Regions from separate parts of the Mus musculus genome. Here all the other regions are linked to region 2. Evidence: chromatin contacts called from public Hi-C data. All regions are on one chromosome and are shown on one strand. Each heading gives the region's core, a stretch centred on a gene start, on an enhancer-like site or on the middle of the called end of the contact. The rest is flanking DNA. Distances are from core to core; before and after follow the strand shown.

Evidence for each region. A called contact is a pair of places that touch in the nucleus more often than the background predicts.
Region 1: a Hi-C map of liver shows a contact between it and region 2, with 2.5 times the contacts expected there. The contact joins two enhancer-like sites. A contact is called at or near these places in 1 of 484 Hi-C or Micro-C datasets (liver), 1 of 115 datasets of contacts at active chromatin or transcription factors (embryonic stem cells) and 1 of 9 other capture datasets (embryonic stem cells).
Region 3: a Hi-C map of liver shows a contact between it and region 2, with 2.1 times the contacts expected there. The contact joins two enhancer-like sites. A contact is called at or near these places in 3 of 484 Hi-C or Micro-C datasets (group 2 innate lymphoid cells, liver and myocytes), 1 of 115 datasets of contacts at active chromatin or transcription factors (large pre-B cells) and 1 of 9 other capture datasets (embryonic stem cells).
Region 4: a contact with region 2 is called in a Hi-C map of liver, with 1.9 times the contacts expected there. The contact joins two enhancer-like sites. A contact is called at or near these places in 3 of 484 Hi-C or Micro-C datasets (bone marrow-derived macrophages, liver and uterus), 2 of 115 datasets of contacts at active chromatin or transcription factors (both in embryonic stem cells) and 3 of 9 other capture datasets (adipose tissue, liver and pancreatic islet).

The regions. Positions count from the first base shown.
Region 1 is chr6:28,732,511-28,735,719 of GRCm38.p6, forward strand. The region is part of intron 14 of Snd1 (staphylococcal nuclease and tudor domain containing 1); the gene reads left to right. Among named protein-coding and RNA genes, the nearest start is that of Lrrc4, 98 kb to the right of the region's middle. Within about 2 kb of position 1,616, at least 7 of the 459 cell types and tissues checked have an H3K27ac peak or open chromatin away from gene starts, as enhancers often do. A contact at or near this core is called in liver, where this site is marked.
Region 2 is chr6:28,895,369-28,898,421 of GRCm38.p6, forward strand. It overlaps a transcript of Snd1 not described here. Among named protein-coding and RNA genes, the nearest start is that of Lrrc4, 65 kb to the left of the region's middle. Within about 2 kb of position 1,638, at least 16 of the 459 cell types and tissues checked have an H3K27ac peak or open chromatin away from gene starts, as enhancers often do. A contact at or near this core is called in liver, where this site is marked.
Region 3 is chr6:28,680,327-28,683,230 of GRCm38.p6, forward strand. The region is part of intron 12 of Snd1 (staphylococcal nuclease and tudor domain containing 1); the gene reads left to right. Among named protein-coding and RNA genes, the nearest start is that of Lrrc4, 150 kb to the right of the region's middle. Within about 2 kb of position 1,400, at least 27 of the 459 cell types and tissues checked have an H3K27ac peak or open chromatin away from gene starts, as enhancers often do. A contact at or near this core is called in liver, where this site is marked.
Region 4 is chr6:28,765,118-28,768,232 of GRCm38.p6, forward strand. The region is part of intron 15 of Snd1 (staphylococcal nuclease and tudor domain containing 1); the gene reads left to right. Among named protein-coding and RNA genes, the nearest start is that of Lrrc4, 65 kb to the right of the region's middle. Within about 2 kb of position 1,709, at least 5 of the 459 cell types and tissues checked have an H3K27ac peak or open chromatin away from gene starts, as enhancers often do. A contact at or near this core is called in liver, where this site is marked.

The DNA.
Region 1 (3,209 bases), core at 366-2,865, 160 kb before region 2:
TTTCCAGTCTATAAAATGGGTGCAATGGTGGCGCTTGCTTTCTTTGGTTGTGGAGTAGTTGTTAAAATTAATACATACATATATTCTGAACAGTTGGCAGAACAAGAGCTAAGCTGAGATCAGTGGTTAGTACCTTGTGTTGATTGTTACTAAGTTGCTTTGCATTCTATATAGCACACAGGAAGTCCTCTGTGAGTGACATGTCATCATCTGTAATATTTCTATCAAACTCCTTTTCCGATTCCAGTTCAAAAATCACTCCTCCTCAAACTCTTTTACCATTGCCTTATCTCTCTCTTGATGTTAAATGTGTTCATCCTGGGCTTTTTCCCCCATGCATTTCTCATGTAAAATCAATGAATGAACAATTAAACTGTATGTATTTGGTAAGAGCTTTTTAAGTGCCAGATACAGTGCTGGATATTGAGGATTGGACCAGACCAATGTATTCTTTATGGATCTACATAGTTAGTTATATAATTATTGTGAGGATTGGAGCAGAGTCCCAGGAGTATATACTAATGACCACAATTTGTTCACGATGGCCTGACAGGGAGAAATGGCTGGAGCTCGAGTTGTGCCATGGAGGCAGCAAGACAAGTGGATCTAGATCAGGAAAGGGATGAAGAGAACTGGGTAGGAGATGAGGGGACAGGGTGGAAGACTTAAGCGAGGAACTGCCATGCATGAACAGTATTGACAAGGTCACAAAGAACTCTCTGTGGAAGTATATTTGTTTCATATACGATAGACTTCCACAGAGTAGATTTTAGAATGAAATTAGGAATTTCTGAACATGTTAATAGTAAGCATGCATGAACCATTCTGTGGTTTCTAAGCCAGTGGTTTGAAAGCTGTTGGATGCATAGATATCCATGTGCATAATTGCCTCAAATCCTTTTTAAATTAAATTTTATTGTACCATTATTATGATGCACGTATGATAAGCATGAGTGTAAATGGGTGCTACATAAATGTAGAAGTCAACGGACAACATTTTGGAGTTACTTCTCTCCTATAATAGATTCTGGGAATTAAATTACCCACTAAGTCATCACATCATTTCCATATATGTGTAAGAAATATCTATTTTTATTTGAGTCAGGGTCTCAAATATGTAGCCCTGTTTGGCCTGGAACATGCTGGCCTGGAATTACAGAATTCTGCCTGCCTGCCTCTGCCTCCAAAGCTCTAGGATTAAAGATATGCAATATCATAATTTTATTTAAATTAATTTTTAAATTGTAATGTATCTGAGATATCTGTGTATGTATAGGTGCACACCCAGCATAGCCTACATGGGGTGGTCAGAGGGCCTGGTCCAGGAGTTGGAGCTCTCTTTCCATGAATTCCAAGAATCTTGCTCAATAGAGACAAACATCTCTGCCCTCAAACCATCCTACAAGTTCCACAGAGCACATGAAGAGGAATCCCTAGGCCTTGGCCTTTTTTCTCAAATATAAAGGTCATATAGCAGTATGAGGGACTTGCTGGCAAAGGAAATTGAAAAGCCTGTTGCCCAAGATTGCCAATGTTTAAAAAGTCTCACTACACAAACTCTGCTGTTTCACTGTTACTTGAGATAAAGATCTAAGAATTGCTCAACAGGTAGTTTGGCACCATGTTCTTAGTTTGTGTAGGGTAGCAGAAGCAGGGTAGTCGGGGTGGGGGTTGGGGAGGTGGAGGTGGTGGTGGCAGAAGTTAGACTCAACCCACCTGGATTAGCAGAAGAGCTACTATACTTTCCAGCAGTGTGCACATGTGATAATGGGACCTGCATAGTGCCTGAAAACTCCGAGAGCGCCTACAAGTGTAAATGCCCCAATGGAGGGAGAGAACAATGGAAGTGAGATTAGAGCTCCTTAGTTGAACACACCAATTGTGACCTCACCAAAATGCATTTCAGTTGCATCACTCTGTCACTGAGGATTTCACTCATAGCAGATCATCAATGTAGTCCACATGTAGTTTACTTAAACTGAAAGCTACCGGGTGAGGCTAGGAGTGAGTGCTACATAACAGCTTCAGAAGAGTGTGTAACCTCCAGTACAAACGATCTACAGCAAACTACCATAAAGATGGTTTTTCTGTAGGGGTTGCTCTCTGCTTTGTAAGCTTCTTATCAATTGTTCCCACTGTGTAGAATCCTGGGTACACTTTATTAATCTGTTGCTGAGCATGGCTTTGAGGCATTTTTACAGCGTACTGCTGCCTTACTAAGAACACATTTTATTTTAACTTCTCAAACCAGTCTGATATGTGAGCTTTGTTTATTTTGTACCTTTCTGACTTTGAACCATAATTATCTATGTAAAGTCTTCCTTTCTTTGAAGAAGGACTCCTAAGTTTGTTGTCTGTACTGGGAAGCACTCTGCGTACAGCCCTTTGATTGAGTCAGAACAAATTTCATATCAGCTCCCAGTGATGTTTTCCACATCATTTACAGACTAGTCAACATCAAAAGTATTTGTCTCAAAAGATAACAAATTTATTGCAGAGGGCTCCAGAGCTAGAGGGATGGTTATCTGACCTAACTGATTTGTAAGTTTATTTGTAAGTAGAATTAGTCTTGAATGTTAATAATAAATAAGAAAACCTCTTTTCCTTCCATAGAAAAACTTTGTTTTTAACTAAGTCTACTATAAGTAGGTGACAGAAGGAAGTAAAAATCACCTGTGCCTCTGCGCTGGGAAGAGATTAGTTAAGCAGAGGCGCCGTCCCCGCTTCTTTTCCCTTTTGATAAAGTTCTTTTCCGAGACTGGATGTCGCTGCTTGAAGGAGTCTGCTCTTTCCTTCCACCTTGTGGGCCCCAGGGGTTGAAGTCAGACATTCGTGCGGTATCCACTGAGTCACCTCACCAGCTTTTATTTGTTTTCTTAATGATAGCTGTTCTGACTGGCGTGAGATCTGGACTCTTGATGCAGAGTTAGTTTGCATTTACCTGATAGGAACATTTATCAGTTTTTTTTGTGTGTTTAAAGGCCATTTCTTTTTTATATTTTGACCACTGTTTGAAGGACTCCAATTGCTCAGAAAATAAAACCGAGAGTTAATAAAATGAAGTTATAAATTTCTGCTTACCAGTGGAAATAACTGAGTGGCCAGATTGATATTAAAATGGGAGGAAATCTTGACTAACCCTCCTACAGGATTAATAGCTAAGATGTATTTTATCTCAGCTGTACAATCAGCTCCTAGATGAGGACATA
Region 2 (3,053 bases), core at 388-2,887:
GTGCAAATGAGGTTTGCCTCAAGGAGCTTCGCAACACGGTGCTCGAGGACATTGCTTTAATGACTGTGTCCTTCGTGTCGTGTACTAGCTGAGGACCCTTAACCCAGCTAATCAGCCTCTCCAGGCTGTTTACTCATCTGTAAGAAGCTGAAGAAAAACAAATTCTTAGGAGTGGGCTGCATGGCTCAGCAGGGAAATGTGCTTGCTTGCCACCAAGCCTAGCATCCTGAAGTCCATCTCTGGGACCCACGTGGTGTAAAGAGAGAACAGACTCTTGCAAGTTATCTGATGAATGCGCGCGCGCGCGCGCGCGCACACACACACACACACACACACACACACACACACACACTTTTAAAAGAATTCTTCGGATTCACAAAGAATTCGGTGAGACATTTGTAAGGCCCTTTGCATAGGAACCAGTGTGATCCAGAACTGAGAAAAACAGTGCAGCCTCCCTTATCCCCAAGTGACCAGTCCCTGGCTTCCTACCCCGGGGGAGGGGGTGGTGAAGCAGCCCTGAACGATCCAGTATGAGGAACTAGTGATGTCATGAAATCTAAACTCATGGGAGCACTGTGTGCCCAAAGCCAGATGGGATCCAGAGTGTTAGGAAAGGAGGTCCCGGGGTGATTTGGCTGAGCCACTAGGACTCTTGGCTGATCTGGAACTACAGAGGTAAGTCAGTCCCTCAACACTGAACATTTGTCCCATGCCAAACACAGTTTAGGTGCTGAAGGAACAGCGGCAAAAGAGACCCTGACCAGTCAGAACCTGCCCATGGACATCGTTCTTGGGACCTAAAATCTGAACCCAGCAGGCATAGGGGTAGGTTACTATTGGGCTGGTGTGTCCTGAGCTGCTTTTCTGATGATAGCCCTGATTATCTGGATCTGATGAGGCCTCACCGATGCATGGGTCCCTCCCAAGAAAGCCCTGCCTCAGACAGCATGGGAATTCAGTGCACATGGGAGCACACACGAAGGCCTCATTGGCTATGAAAGGATCTTGTTTCCAAGGCCAAGGATAAGGACAGCAAATAAAGGGGACCCACATGACCATCCCCCTTCCCCACACTCTGGATGGACACCAATAATTGATGCTGGCTCTCTTTCTGGCATGGCCTTACAGCTGTGTAAAGGGTGCCTACCAGGCACAAACAGAGGTACCATGCCAGGCAGAAATGTTGACACCCGTGTAAGGCACTTTTTGCCCTTCTGTGTTCATTGCCCAAAGCTCTGGGGCCTGAGAGACACCACAGTGAATGAGAGTTAGAAGTATTGCCCTTTATCAGGACAACAGACATGGGGAGGTCAGTACCTGGGTGAGGGTATATACGGGGTATGAGAAGAGATTAGGTGTGAATATAGAAAGCTACATGGAGGCCTGTATTGAACTGCATATGTGAGTTTGACCTATAGAGGTCTGTGTGCAAAGGTGAGCCTGGCTGCACTCACTATTCAGCCTTGAACAGCTGGGGAAAGGCTGTTTATGAGGCCCTCCCTGGGTGCAGCCGTGCACAGACACAATAGGCAGCTTGGTGGAAGTGGGAGCCATGGGCATCCCTGGGCTCTAGCCTGACTGCCTTGTCTCCTGTGCACTGATCTGTGGAGGGCAGCTCCCAGGAGGGAGTCCCGAGGCAAAGATCACAAACAGTGCCATGTCTGATCAATTGATAGTTGTTCCCTGGGGTTCTGTGAGAAAGGACTGGAAGGTCATGCCACAAAGTCAGCTGTCATCAATTATTGATGTCCACCCAGAGTGTGGGAAAGGGACGGTCATGTGGGTCCCATATATTTGCTGTCCTTGGCTTTGTGTATTCATGGGCAGAAGGTTCAGGATTCTGTCAAAAATATCGTTTCCTGGGCAGAGAAGACTCGGTGGGTAAGGGCATTTACCCTCAAGCTGGACCACCTAAGTTCAGTCCCCAGAATCCACATGGCATAAGGCAGACGGACTCTCTGACTCCATACAAATGCTGTGGCTACCCATATACGTAGACAGAAAGAAATGTAATGGCGATTTTTATTTTAAAGACTAGAAACCACACAGCATCCTGAAAGCAGACAGGGGCTTATGAAACAGGGCTGGGAACCTCAAAGCAGTGCTGCCCGGTCCAGGGAGCCCTTACCCTGCCTGGCACTGCTGTCATGTTGCATTTGCCAGGAATGGATCAGTAAACATGGGCTAAGGCCCTCTGCTGTACTGGGCACAGACCCACAGCTGAGTCCATCATGGCTTCTCCCCTATTCGGTAGATGTCATTCGTAGGCTATCAATAATCCACAAGATATTTTCTTGGGGAAGATTCTAAGGACAAGGATAGGAAGTTCCCTAGAAACAAAAACAGTGAAGGTCCTGAACAGAGAGGTGACTGAGTTCGAGCATCAGGCATTAATTGAAGACCCTCACTTCCATTTTGTCTGGTGGGAGCAGGCCGTTCCAGTCAGCAGACACTAGAACAGCTTCCTACACTGGATCAGCCTGTGAGTCATTGCGGGGAGGGGACTTGTTAAAATATAGGCTCTGATCCAGAAAGGATGCTGCAAGGCTAACGGATTCCCCCATTTTTAGTTTTTTTTTGGGGGGGGGGGAGAGTGCTTTGTTTTAAAATATGGTCTTATTGTGTAACCCTGGCTAGCCTGGAGCTGGCAGTGTAAACCAGGCTGACCTCAAATTCGCAGAGACCCACCTCTGCCTCCGGAGGGCTGGGATGAAGGACCTGCCATGTTTCTAACAAATTCAGAGGGTGCTTGGAGCCCCAGGCTCACCATAGGAGGAGTTGTTGCCTTCCTCCCAACAGATCAGAAACTAAGAGCAGGGCGGGGTGTGGGGAGGGATTAAGTAGGGAGTCTGGGGAGTCAGACAAGACCTGAGTTTGGAGGCTGAGAGCAAAGGAAACTCCCTACATGGAGCCAGAAATCTCGGTGCAAGGACCAGACCCTGGCCTGGCTTTCCAAGATAACCTCACCTAGGAAAGGACCCGGCTGCTTAGGAACCGGGGACAGCACAGTGGTGGGTGGCAGAGCTACATTCTAGTGTAAGCTCAATGGA
Region 3 (2,904 bases), core at 150-2,649, 220 kb before region 2:
TTACAGCAAATTTTCTTCCATATTTTATGTGCCATACTTTTCTTGTTTCTCACATTTACTTATGAGCCCAGCCACGGATCCTATTCCCTAACAAACAAATCAGCACATGTATTAGCATATTCCGTGAACTGAATGATCATTGGGAGGTAGAATGCTTCTTTGCCTACTATGTTTAGGTCCTGTGTTCAAGTCCTACACCACCTCCCTTAATATCTGCCTCCCAAAGACCACCAAACATGTCCTGTTGGATTATGGTCTAGATTTGACTCTCTGTTTGATAGTAAAGAACTTTGTTCACATAGACAGTAATGATTGCCAAGTTATTGCATAAATGTAGACAAGTGGACTGTGCTATTCTCAGCATTTCAGGAAACTTCACATACCATTGCAATTTAATGACGCCAGGAACCGTGCTGGCTACCTTCCCTTTGTGCACTAGGTGCCTGCCAGCTAAGAAGTGGCAAATGTGGAAGGCTATCAGTGTAACGCGCTGGGCAGACTGGCATTCTCTGTCTTGAAGTCTTTATAAATTTTTCTGCCTCCAGTGAAAATGAATTAGAATATGGAGAGATAAGAAATAGGGAGAGATTTAGTGTAAACATGACTGGCTCAGACATAAAGGTAGAAGCTGAGAGCAGTGACAATAGTGGAGAAGTTTGAGCCTACCTTTTCAGGGCTTTTCAGTGGATTTTCTTTAGAGCCTTTGGCCTCCTGATGTATCTGCTTACAAATAAATAGAGAATCAGCAGGCAGTTGCTCTAATTTGTGCTTCCTTTGTGTTGAAATTGTGATTTATCAACTCTCAGTGTCAAGTCAGTAGCAAGGGGAGCATGTATCAGTTCTCCTGCCATCCTCCTCCTCCTTAAAAACAAGTTTCTTTTTTAACCAAGAAGTAACTGTGCTGCGCCCTACCCTGACACTGTTCAAACCTTCCTTCTCTGAAATATTTGTGTTGTCATGTGTCATTTAGCACAATCTGCAGCTTTGGAAACATCGGATCAAGAGAAGGTTAGCCAGAGTCTCCTTAGTGGCTTATTCTACTTCAAAGCATGGAGCCAAGTCACTTCTCTCTCAAAGGAAAGGAAGGACGGAATGGGGTGTTTGAAAACCCCTTAACCTTTTGTTGGGCTCGGTTGTGGTTCACACTAGAAAGACAACTCATTAAGTAAAACAGAAAATTCTGTTCTTCAATTCTTAGGAAAACCCTTGGCCTGATTCCCCACCCATATTTTCATTTCCGAGTATAGTTCAGTTTCCCTGGCTCTTATTTCTATAACTCTTAATTATAGACCTTCTAGACTCTGTATAGAAGTAAAAGTTTACAGAAGCTGCCACCCTTTAGGCCTCAATAAAAGGTAGACCTTGGAATTGGTCCAGGTGCTAATAAATTCTGGAGAGCAAAAGCATACTCCGCCTTTGCTTGTGCCAGCTGACTGGGCTGTGACCATGAACTGTAATGGGGCAAGGTGGAAAGTCTGCCTTTTTTCTAGCATCTAAACAAGACAAAAACTTAATTTAAGTTTTCTCCCTGAGAATCAATGTGTGCCAAAACAATTTTGTTCTATCTTATCAAAAATGATTGAGTTCAGTAGTGCTTGGTGCTCCTGACAGCCTTCCAGAATCCAGATTGTCATTACAGTCCTTTGCTGTGACAGAAGCAGTGTTTGCACACGCCATCAGGAATGTGAGAGGGGCTGGGACTGTCCCATCCCTACTTTGGACATCACAGGGTCTGCCTGGTTCCAGTTTCTTCATCAGAGTTGATCATTCCAGATGCCATTGTGTAATTTTCCATCTTGGGGTATGTGTTTGTGTGGGTGGGTGGTTTTGTTTGTTTTTAAGTGGTGTTTAATGTCAGGCTAATAATAAACTGGATACGTAGGCCTGGTTTTGTCACAGCGGCCATGAGTTATTTGTCGCTGTTCTTTAGAGAGGCTGAGAACTAGCCTCCCTTACTTCCAAATGATGTGTACACATGGGGGGGGGGGGTGCTCTTGTCACTGTAGCTGCCTAGGAACTGCAGTATGGCAGCTGGCGAGTTCTGTTGTAAAGAAGTAAAAGATGAGGGATCTTCTCCCTTGTTGCTATACAACTGATTCTCTACTTCCTTGCAACCTGCATCCGGAGTGCATCACTATTTCTGAAGCAATTAATGGCATTTAGTCTGTTCCCTACCTATACGTCTTTCTCAAGATCAGGTGTACTAGCAACTCTATGATTCTTCAGGGAGGTGGGGCTTAAACTATGCTCAGTCATTCTTGGCCTTTCATCTTTTTAGAACTTGAGTATATTTTTAAAAAAGATTCTGACTACTGTTTTTCACAAAGCTTATTTTGAATCCCGTGAGATACTTGGAAAAAAACAATAGACCATGCCCCCAATTAAAAATAAGTGCTAAGGCTTGGAGTTTTAGAAATAGTGGTTTTATGCCTATGGGTTCTTGCTTTGTAGCTCTGGAGCAGAGCTGGCATTAAGTCTTTACTTGGTGATTTCAGTGACAGAGGACGCCTGTAGATGAAACAGAAGGCTCCCAAACCAGCATTTTCCTGTCCTCACAGATCAGGCCCCAGCAGAGTTGTAGGTAGCAAGGGAAATGGAAACCCTTACAGATGTTCATTCTATCACTCCTCATGTGTAAGAACAGCCTTTTATGGATCTGGTAATTTCTCCTATTCCAACTCTATTTAGGGGTTGAGCTGCTATGGTTAGTGTAAACTCTGCCTCCAGCTCAAGCCATGATGTTGGTAAGTTTTGTTTACTCTCTTTTTGCCAAGTACCTGGTCCTTCTGGAAAGCAGTGTCATGAGACAATTGGTGTTCTGTTTCTTTCATGTATTTCTTCTTGGCCATCTAAGACTGACAGATGGGGTATTCACTTCTGCTGTTTAGGGGGTGGAAGAACCAG
Region 4 (3,115 bases), core at 459-2,958, 130 kb before region 2:
ACAGACCTTCGATTCCTGGTCTGTTGCTTATATTTGCTCCAAGCCTAATAGTCCCTGACTTGTTATCATTATTTAATAGTTATGTTGCCAAATAAGTACAAATTTGCCTACTTTTTAAATTGTTTAAAGTGAGAGTCCTACTGCATAGCCAAAGCTAGCCAGGAACTTAATGATTTCTCTGACTAGCCTTACAGATCTCAGGCATGTATCACAGTTCTTTGAAGATAGCCATTTTCTTTCAACAGGAAATAGAAAAACAGGGTCTAGAGAGAGATAGCTCACCAATAAAGGCTAAGCTCTAAACCAACCAAAAAGAAAATAAGAAGCAAAAAATTTCTTACCTGCTGATTCATTGCTTGACCGCTTTGGTCTTGGTGTCTTGTTTTGCATCAGGGTCTTACTGTGAAACCCTGACTGTGGTTTTAGGTATATAGACCAGGCTGGTCTCAAACTCAGAGGCAGTCTACCTGCCTCTGCCTATCCAAGACCAAGACCAAAGCCTTGTTTTCTGTTGGTTATCCTTTCCTGAGTATTTTGGTTCTGAAGTTGTATTTGTGGCACTGACATGAATTTCTAAGTCTCCAGAGACTGTTGTACCTGCAGGAGTGAAGACTAAACATAAAAATCGTCACTGACTTCCAGAGAGCACACAGCAGCCACTCAGGGTGCAAATTGATGGAACCAGCTTGGGAACAGGAGCAAGCAAACTTGTGTGAAACTATCAGCTTTAGGCAGACAATTAAGAACTCTTAGCTCTCTTGTAGTTTTCTTGCCCCATGGCCTTAACTGCCTCCAGAGATCCCTAAACAGATCTGTCAGCCATGGAGGAAAGCAGCTATGTTACATTTTATGGATGTTTGTGTAGCTTTCTGTGCTAGTAACTCATTTTTGACATGACAGCTTACAAAGATGTAGATTTGTTTTCTGAAGTTGCTTATCAAAATTGAAAGTGTCAGATACCCGATATTTTGAGGCCAGTAATTAGCTGGGACATTTTTACTTATGTAGATGCCTGTAAAACATCTTTTCTGTATTAACAGCCTCTTGACTGTTTTCCCAAGGCTGGGTGTCTGTAGCATGCTTTAAGAAAAGCAAACTATTGGTAGAGAAGGATGTCACTGGAGAAAGGAGTTGGCTGCCTGCCTGACAACCAAGGTGTGCGAGTGGGAGCAGAGGCCCTGTGCTGGAGGCCTTTCCTCCCCTGACTGCACTCAGGCTCCTACTTCTCCTCCAGATCTTCTAGTTTAAGGCATATTTCTTCTTTATTTCTTCTTGCTTTTATTTACCCCTATTCCCCCCCCCCCCACACACACACACACACCCAGTTGAAAAGAGAGATAGTAGGAAGTGACTTTGAGGAGGTTCTAGGAATCAGAATCATGGCCCTGTGCATACTTGGCACTTCCTCTACACTGAGTACCTCAGCCTCAGTCAGTGGACATCTTTGTATGTGTGCTGAGCCCTTCATCTCACTTAACTCACACTGCGCCCTTAGTTGATTGATTGTCAGAATATTAATTGAGCAGTAAGAAGAAAAGTCCAATGGAACGTGCTTCTGATGAACCCCTGTCCCATCCACAGGTTCTCTTTCCTTGAGTTGGAAGCTATTAGAAAACAACTCGTATGAAGTTTCATTTCTTCAGCAACTGCTTATCTAATTTGGCAGTGATCATTTCCTCCTCTGTTCTCTCCTGCTGCTGCTCCAGGCTCAGCCTTTTCAGTGTTACCCGCTGCCACCAGGGGGGGAGGAGGGGCAGACACAGATTTAATTTTATCAGTCAATGATTATGAAGCAATTTATAAGTTTGGAATAGGCAACATTAGGTTCAGGAACAGTATTAGCTTTGCCTGGAGTTGTAGCTGAGTAGCAGAGCAACTGCTTGGCTTTTTAAGTCAACTCTCCTATAAGTGCTCTATAGACCAAAATGGACTAGCCAAATAATGCATACTGGAAGATACTTGAGGTGGTGGGACAAGTATTCCAGTAGCAAGACCTAGTAGAGACCCACCTTTCCTTCTCCTTGGTATTTATTGACTATACACCATCCTGGAGACCACACTACACAAGACAGCACCTACAGTAAGTTAACAGTGGGACTGTCTATAGAGGTAGACACTGAAGACCTTAGCTGTTGATAGACAAACCTCTCCAGAATGCTGAGTGTAAACTTCCTGATGCAGAAGCCTTTGAAATACCTACTTAGGTAAGATGGTGCCTCCCTCCCATTCCTATCTGATTATGTTTCTCTGGTTAAACATGGAGCTGCAGGTCTCTGAAGCAGGATTAACAGAGACTTGGGCAAAGCCATCTGCTCCTTTTCTTTCTTAGGTCCTCATCCTTGAATGTTGTGGCCAGGTCTCTCTCCCTGTAGAATCTCAGACTTCTTCCACATGACCACTCTCCAAGAGTTTTGAATTTGTGTTGGCAGAAGTTAGGACCTGGAGAGTAATATTTCTTGTGGATTAATTGTCTGTAATTATATTGTAAAATAATATGCATGATTGATACTTAATATATATCCATCTCCAGGGAGGTGAAGAGCTTCATTGATCTGAAGAGATGAGCCAGTTGATTTCTTAGGAGCAGAGCTTGGTACTGTCCTGATCATAAAGGCAAAGAGTAGGCAAAGGTGTACAAACAAACTGGATTGTTAAGGATGCTGTACCAAGAAGTCTTCCACTGGACAGACCTCAGGAAGTTGCCGGTCTCTAGGATGTTCAGGGCAGCAGGTGGCAACTGGCACACATCCTCTTGTTTCAACAACACTGATTGAGAATGCATCTCCCTAGACTACACAGGGGCATGCTGATGGAGACACTCCTTGCCCTCTTGCCAAACCCACTGGGACCTGTTTGAAGGTCACTGGCTCAAGAGCAGACTCTGGCAGTTCTGTAACGTCCCCTCCCCTCCCTACTGCTGCGTGTAGCCTCTCAGTGTGGGTGGTGTCCACAGAAGGAGGATGCCTTATTTATTTTGGGTCCATGAGCTTGCGTAATGTGCCTATTTAACACTCTCCTAAAAGCGCTTTTTCAGCACATGAGCAAGTAACAAAGCCCACTAAATCCTGCCTCTTCTGGGCACAGTGGGCTGTTTAAGGTTGTTCCCGCCGCTGAG